2 separate regions of the Drosophila melanogaster genome follow, and region 2 is linked to region 1. Evidence: chromatin contacts called from public HiChIP or PLAC-seq data. All regions are on one chromosome and are shown on one strand. The core of a region is the stretch at or near the end of the contact, and the rest is flanking DNA. Distances in the headings are between cores, read along the strand shown.

Region 1 (4,082 bases), core at 1,029-3,528:
AGTTATAAAAATAACGCGAAAAGGGGTGGGGTGGCAACCCTGGCGGTGCGTGCACGAAAAATAATGGAAATGGAAGAAAACCAAATGAAATGCGAAAAATTTACGAAAATTTTCACATTCAATGACCTTGACAATGGCTTTGGCCCAAGTCGCTCAACTTGTTTATTTCATTTACTTCGCTTGACGTGTGTGAGCGTAGAAAACGTGACGAGTTACGTACTTTTGGAGAAAGGTCGTTGATCATGGCTAAATGTTGTTGCTTTTCGCTTAATAGCGGTCTCAAAGTCAACATCAACGCGCTGTTTTTGGCCATTTCAGTATTTCTAGTTTCGATACCCCTCACCGCCGTCCCTCCGTCGGATTCCAGCGCTTTTTCGAACTGTTTCCCTTCAAAAACAGCTTTTTTTTCTTGAATTCAGTGGCGCAAGGTTAAAAGTGCCGAAAACCGAAGCCATTGGCCCGGGGAAATTTCTGCGAGTTTTTTCATCGCCTTGCCAAAAAAAAAAAAAAACAAAAAACAAACGATCGAGCAACGAACTTGAGAGAAGCAAATAGAGCCAAAAAAAAGGTTATGATTTTGTTCCAAAGAATGTTCCATAGAATTCTATATTCTAAAAACACAAATGATACTTCTAAAAAAAAATCATATTCATAAATGACTCTTTCCATGAATGGCATCAACTCTGAATCAAATCTTTGCAGATGCACCTACTTCTCATTTCCACTGTCACATCATTTTTCCAGATCTCGCTGCCTGTTATGTGGCCCACAAACCAAGACACGTTTTATGGCCATTAAAGCTGGCTGATCGTCGCCAAACACCAAATACATAATGAATATGTACACATTCGAGAAAGAAGCGATCAAAGAAGCGTCTTCGGGCGGAGTAGGAGAATGCGGAGGAGAAGGAGAACGAGCTGATCTAGTATCTCTCCACAATCCAATGCCAACTGACCAACTGGCCATATTCGGAGCAATTTGAAGCCAATTTCCATCGCCTGGCGATCGCTCCATTCTTGGCTATATGTTTTTCACCGTTACCCGGGGCCATTTTCAAAGACTCGTCGGCAAGATAAGATTGTGTCACTCGCTGTCTCTCTTCATTTGTCGAAGAATGCTGAGGAATTTCGCGATGACGTCGGCGAGTATTTTGAAGAATGAGAATAATTTGTATTTATACGAAAATCAGTTAGTGGAATTTTCTACAAAAACATGTTATCTATAGATAATTTTGTTGCAAAATATGTTGACTATGACAAAGAACTGGAATTAAGTGGCATATTTTGCATTGCTTTCCGATAATAGTTGTATTTTTATAAAGTAAAGCGTTTGTAAAATAAATACCTTTAATGTATTCTCATTTTCTTATGTATTTATAATGGCAATGATGATACTGATGATATTTTAAGATGATGCCAGACCAAAAGGCTTGAATTTCTGCGTCTTTTGCCGAACGCAGTGCATGTGCAATTGTTGTTTTTTGGAATATTCAATTTTCGGACTGTCCGCTTTGATTTCAGTTTCTTGGCTTATTCAAAAAGCAAAGTAAAGCCAAAAAAGCGAGATGGCAATACCAAATGCGGCAAAACGGTAGTGGAAGGAAAGGGGTGCGGGGCAGCGGAAGGAAGGGTGGGGCGGGGCGTGGCGGGGTCTGTGGCTGGGCGCGACGTCACCGACGTTGGAGCCACTCCTTTGACCATGTGTGCGTGTGTGTATTATTCGTGTCTCGCCACTCGCCGGTTGTTTTTTTCTTTTTATGCTGCGCTCTCTCTAGCGCCATCTCGCTTACGCATGCTCAACGCACCGCATGTTGCCGTTTCCTTTTATGCGTCATTTTGGCTCGAAATAGGCAATTATTTAAACAAAGATTAGTCAACGAAAACGCTAAAATAAATAAGTCTACAATATGGTTACTTATTGCCATGTGTGTGCAGCCAACGATAGCAACAAAAGCAACAACACAGGTGGCTTTCCCTCTTTCACTTTTTGTTTGCAAGCCGCGTGCGAGCAAGACGGCACGACCGGCAAACGCAATTACGCTGACAAAGAGCAGACGAAGTTTTGGCGAAAAACATCAAGGCGCCTGATACGAATGCATTTGCAATAACAATTGCGATATTTAATATTGTTTATGAAGCTGTTTGACTTCAAAACACACAAAAAAAAAAATAAAACAAATTATTTGAAAGAGAATTAGGAATCGGACGCTTATCGTTAGGGTAACAACAAGAAATGCTTACTGAGTCACAGCCTCTGGAAAACTGCCGCAAGCCAGAGAGAGAGAGAAAAAGAGGGAGAGCAGCTTAGACCGCATGTGCTTGTGTGTGAGGCGTCTCTCTCTTCGTCTCTGTTGCGCAAACGCATAGACTGCACTGAAAAAATCGATTACCTATTTTTTATGAATGAATATTTGCACTATTACTATTCAAAACTATTAAGATAGCAATCACATTCAATAGCCAAATACTATACCACCTGAGCGATGCAACGAAATGATCAATTTGAGCAAAAATGCTGCATATTTAGGACGGCATCATTATAGAAATGCTTCTTGCTGTGTACTTTTCTCTCGTCTGGCAGCTGTTTCGCCGTTATTGTTAAAACCGGCTTAAGTTAGGTGTGTTTTCTACGACTAGTGAATGCCCTACTAGAAGATGTGTGTTGCACAAAATGTCCCTGGAATAACCAATTTGAAGTGCAGATAGCAGTAAACGTAAGCTAATATGAATATTATTTAACTGTAATGTTTTAATATCGCTGGACATTACTAATAAACCCACTATAAACACATGTACATATGTATGTTTTGGCATACAATGAGTAGTTGGGGAAAAAATGTGTAAAAGCACCGTGACCATCACAGCATAAAGATAACCAGCTGAAGTATCGAATATGAGTAACCCCCAAATTGAATCACATGCCGCAACTGATAGGACCCATGGAAGTACACTCTTCATGGCGATATACAAGACACACACAAGCACGAACACCCAGTTGCGGAGGAAATTCTCCGTAAATGAAAACCCAATCGGCGAACAATTCATACCCATATATGGTAAAAGTTTTGAACGCGACTTGAGAGCGGAGAGCATTGCGGCTGATAAGGTTTTAGCGCTAAGCGGGCTTTATAAAACGGGCTGCGGGACCAGTTTTCATATCACTACCGTTTGAGTTCTTGTGCTGTGTGGATACTCCTCCCGACACAAAGCCGCTCCATCAGCCAGCAGTCGTCTAATCCAGAGACACCAAACCGAAAGACTTAATTTATATTTATTTAATTAATTTTAATAAAACACACCAAATGTAAGTAGCTTTCCCCTTCCCAACAACAAAACACCATCGAACCACTCCCACCAAGAAAAAGCAATAATCGAGAAAAGCCGCGGAAAATGTGTGATTTTTTTTGTAAACAAAACATTTTTTTATGTGCCAGTGCTGAAAGTGATCAAAAAATACTAGCCACGAGCTAAAGAGTTATTGTATTGACCAAAACTCCAAAAATACCCAAGTTTGGCCCTAAATTGTCAATCAAAATACCAATAGGTCGAAAGACATCAAAATTAACAAAACCAGGGTTTCAAATACCATAACTCAAGAATCAGGATTACAACTGCAGATTTCAGGATATATACATACAAATTATACGAAATTATAAAAACCAAAGCAATTCAATAGCCCCAACTCAAATGTTAGGATCTAATATAGTGTTTAAAGCCAAGCTCGCTGATGTGGGCGTGTCACGATTTCACCCAAAGATATGCCAAATTACGAATTGCAAATCAATTCGCCAACACTTTCTTTTTTTCCCACGCCCTAAAACACCAGATCATCCATAAATGTACATACATACAGTATATGCATATTATAATCTGTAAAACTAGATCAGGTTCTTGAAAATAGTGACGTAGGCAGCCGTTTTGGCTGAAGCAGAAATTTTTGCCGGTTTTTCAAAGTTGTAGTTGCAAAAATGGAGAAAACCTTCGAGCATTCGTTCATATACACACACTCACGCGCAAAATAACGAGAGAGAGTGTATGTGTGTGTGAGAGAGCGAAAGCCAGACGACGGTTTGCTTTTCGCCT
Region 2 (4,082 bases), core at 1,030-3,529, 830 kb after region 1:
GGTTAGTAGACGAATTGAAGAATCCGGGCTATATAGATCACGATCACTGGTTGGAGGAGCTCCACGCGGCTCCAAGAGCGATTGGACAATGCGTTCCAAGTATCGTTGGGCCGGCGTTTTTATAAGCGCCAACCCAGAGTGCCACAGCCCCATAACAGACCGTACAGAAATCCGCCCACCCCGAAACCCAGACGCCCCCTTTCCGGCATCGTTCTCGGGATGCTGACTCTTCTTCGCTCATTCGCGATCGCACAATCTGTGTGTGCGCCTGCCACTCTCGGGGCACTCGGCTCGGTTCTTAGCTTGTGTACACTCAGCTGCTACGGTTGCTATTGCCATTGCTGTTCTTATTTCATATTTTTCCTCATTTTTCCTCTTTTTTGCGTTTTGCCTTGCTATTTTTTTTAGTTTTTGTTACTCTTGACGTTATCGCCAGCGGATCGGAGACAACAACAACAAAACGAGTTGGGGCAGCATCAGAGATGTCGCCCTCCGATGCTTATCAGTTGGCTCTCAGGCGCTCTTATCTACCGGACTGGCTATACTCGTAATCGCAACAATGTGTGTGTACGAAAATAAGACCTGCAATCTTTATGGCTCGCTGCAAATGCAATGCTCTTCCTTCATCGTAAAAGCCTGTAATTCGTCAATACCAATGCAAAGTCTACACTATTGGCGAGGGTCCTTCGTGAGCGAATCGGGCGCGAATCGGTTAAAAGCGGGTTAGCACTATGACGCATCAATATTAATTGGGCCATAAACACTTATCACATATGTATGTACATATGGCTGGTAAGTTATGAGACGACCTCACGTAGGACATTTAATAATAACAAACTATGTATGCATATTGAAGAGTGATTTTTTTAACCGCAGCAGTAAATCGCTTATGAATCGGTTAAAATGATTTTCGTTACGAATCGCTTAGTCATTTGGCAACTGGACATGCAGTCGATTTGGAAACGGGTGTGAACCAGTTCAGCGATCGGTCTGCACCAGCTAAGGGCACCGTTGGCCTTTGCAAAGGTCAAGTTCAATCGCAAAATGATGGCTAAAATCCTGGCCGAAACCAATCGAATATTCGAATTGAATTCGCTGCAGGGTCCCAAAAAAATCGCGCGTCAACAATATCCAGGCGATACAGAAATAGATCTACGAATATGAAATATGTGCGTGCGAACTCGGTGCCTCTCGCGTTTTTTGTCGCCTCGAATGTGTCGGAATTATTTGCGTGCTTGTATTCCAAACCCCCCCCCCCCCTCACTCACACGCCATAGGACCGCCAATTCCCTGGCTGCGGCAAAAGATCTACGTAATTTTTTGTTCAGTTCCATAAAAAAAAGTGATCTTTTTGTGTGTGCAAAGGTTTTTTCCGCAGCCAACAGCCATGAAACAGAATCGAAACCAAAAATTATGCTAGACAGCTTTCCATATCGTATAAACTTTGGCCTTAATTGGCAAAGAACTTGTATTTCCAAGGAAATGTTTACGTCGCATTATGATGATAAATATTAATATATGAAAAACAAATGCAAAATTCGATGCTTAACAATTATTTCAGTATTAATTATCTACATTCAATAACTATCAATCAACAACAAACATTCAATAAGGAACAATCAACATTTAGTTGCTATTTGCAACAAACAATATACATACATGTATATACATATGTAACATGTAACATTCAACATGCAATATTCAACATGCAACATTGAATTTGCAACATTCAACATGCAACATTGAATATGCAACATTCAACATGCAACATTGAATATGCAACATTGAATTTGCAACATTGAAATCCAACATTGAATTTGCAACATTGAATATGCAACATTGAATTTGCAACATTGAATTTGCAACATTGAATATGCAACATTGAACATGCAACATTGAATATGCAACATTGAATATGCAACATTGAATATGCAACATTGAATTTGCAACATTAAATATGCAACATTGAATATGCAACATTGAATATGCAACATTGAATATGCAACATTGAATTTGCAACATTAAATATGCAACATTGAATATGCAACATTGAATATGCAACATTGAAAGACAGGTAATGTACAACATTCAACAAAAAACATTAAACATATCAAGAGATATAGATTGTTACAATGTAATTTACATAATTGTAAAATGTAAATGTACATGTAATTGAAATGTAAAATTAATTTCGCCCATCAATACTTACAATTCCCAACCAATTCTGGCTCAATCATCATGGGATAGGGGCTCTGACACCTCATAAATCAGTCGAAAGGAAATTATGACGTGGTAGTAATAGTAATAGTATGTGTGTCGGTGTGGGGCGGTGTGTATGTCGGTGTGTGTCGGTGTGTGTCAAGCTGGTTCCAGAAGCCATGGGGGCATCCCATCTTCGTTCCGGATGCAGTGCATCATGGACCTGACCAGGTAGGCTCCTCATTTAGGAGATTTTATTTTATTTTCTTATTTATAATATGTATTTATTATATATATATATATTTTATATATATTTATTTTTAAGTGAACCTATATCTAGGCTTTATATTTATTTATAGATATAAGCTCGCTACATATTTAGATATTATGATGGACATTATAATTAAGTTGGGTGCCAATTTTTGGGATAGGTTAAGCCATTCAAAGAATATACTTTAGTTTTAAGTTTATTTCGGATGCAAACTAGGATTAAGCATTCTTAGTACTTAATTGTTAAGTGGTTTCGAGGATTTAGGATTAAGTTATGATTAGTTTAAGATTATTGGTTAAGTGGGGAAAGTATGAAATGGTACGAATGGTATCATATGAAATGCAGGGTAAAATTTCAAGGTGTTTGGCCTGTAATCCAGCATTATTTGTAAATTCGGTGGCTGGGTGCCGCCGAATGAAATGTAGATCGGCTAAAAATAAGTCGCTTTACTTTTCGTCACTCATCTTTCGCAACTCGAAGCGGATCCCAAACAAATATTGGCCCAGCCGCCAGCCATGCGTCCAAGTTCAGTGGTGTTTGTCCGCTTGTCATCACTTCCAGTCGCTTGTTTGTCCGTCCGTCCGTCCGTCCGTCCGTCCGTCCGTCCGTCCGTCCGTCCGTGTCAACCAGCCAGCCCTCGTGACCTGGCCATCTGATATTGTTTTCCCTTCTCCGTATTTTTGTACTTTTTGGACAACCCAACGTGTGTTCTTTGACTGCCAAGGCCCATTCCTTGTTGGCTCGTCTCCAAACGCCATCAAAGTCAACTCCCAAACCAAGCAACCAACCATCCATCCATCCATCCATCCATCCATCCATCCATCCATCCCTCCCTCCCTCCCTCCCTCCCTCCCTCCCTCATCCCGATCCGCTCCTAGTCTTCTGATCTTGATCGCTATGTACACTGCTCCTCATGTGGGACTGACGTCAGTGGAAATTTGTGTAGACTTTATGAGGCTGCGGCTTAAAGTTGTTGATGTTTTTTTTGTGACTGCTGCCACTGGGGATTTATGGGCCACCCACACGGAGATACTCCGCTTATCGGCGGACCGTTTGCCAGGCATAAATCTGCCTACTCTGCCACTTCTGCGCCATCCCCTTGATATGGGTTCTCTGGGGGCTTAGCTCAAAAGTATGCAGAAAGTATGTACATATTATCTAAACAACAATTCAATTTGATAACTCACTTCAAGACCCAAATTCATTGTTGATATACCACTTCCTTATTTGTATTTTCATTGGCAAAAAGAAGAAAAAAAAACTCTCTTTCCCATCAATTAACAACAGAGCCGAGAACATAGAACCTCGGTCATTTTAGGGGTATGCACTGCACTGACCTCGCCTTGAACCCTCCGCACATAAATAGATTCAAGATCATAGGCGAATTCTTGATTGCTTTTGGAGCTCAGTAAATAGGTGTATTTGATGGGGGGGGGCTTTCAATTGATTTCGTACATGATTGCGGCTCTGTGGATTCTACCCCAGTGATGTTCAGGGTTAAGATCCAGCTTATCGCTTCCACCTCAATGGCCTATCTTTAGCTTTACGATCTGTCATTTCGCTGAGCCGCAACATTATAACGTTCAAAACATCACCATTATAATTGGCTTAA

What was found. HiChIP or PLAC-seq counts read pairs in DNA pulled down with a chosen protein or histone mark.
Region 2: an H3K27ac HiChIP or PLAC-seq map of the Kc167 cell line shows a contact between it and region 1, with 2.9 times the contacts expected there. The contact joins the promoter of lncRNA:CR43461 here to the promoter of lncRNA:CR45668 in region 1. A contact is called at or near these places in 1 of 107 Hi-C or Micro-C datasets (the S2 cell line) and 1 of 6 datasets of contacts at active chromatin or transcription factors (the Kc167 cell line).

Annotation. Positions count from the first base shown.
Region 1 is chrX:5,897,711-5,901,792 of dm6, forward strand. lncRNA:CR45668 (long non-coding RNA:CR45668) reads right to left here and starts at 2,279. Exons shown (of 3, transcript NR_123807.1): 1 at 1,345-2,279. Act5C (Actin 5C) reads left to right here and starts at 3,151. Exons shown (of 2, transcript NM_001297986.1): 1 at 3,151-3,303.
Region 2 is chrX:6,730,438-6,734,519 of dm6, forward strand. lncRNA:CR43461 (long non-coding RNA:CR43461) reads left to right here and starts at 2,280. Exons shown (of 2, transcript NR_047772.1): 1 at 2,280-2,430. The region is part of intron 1 of CG3168; the gene reads right to left.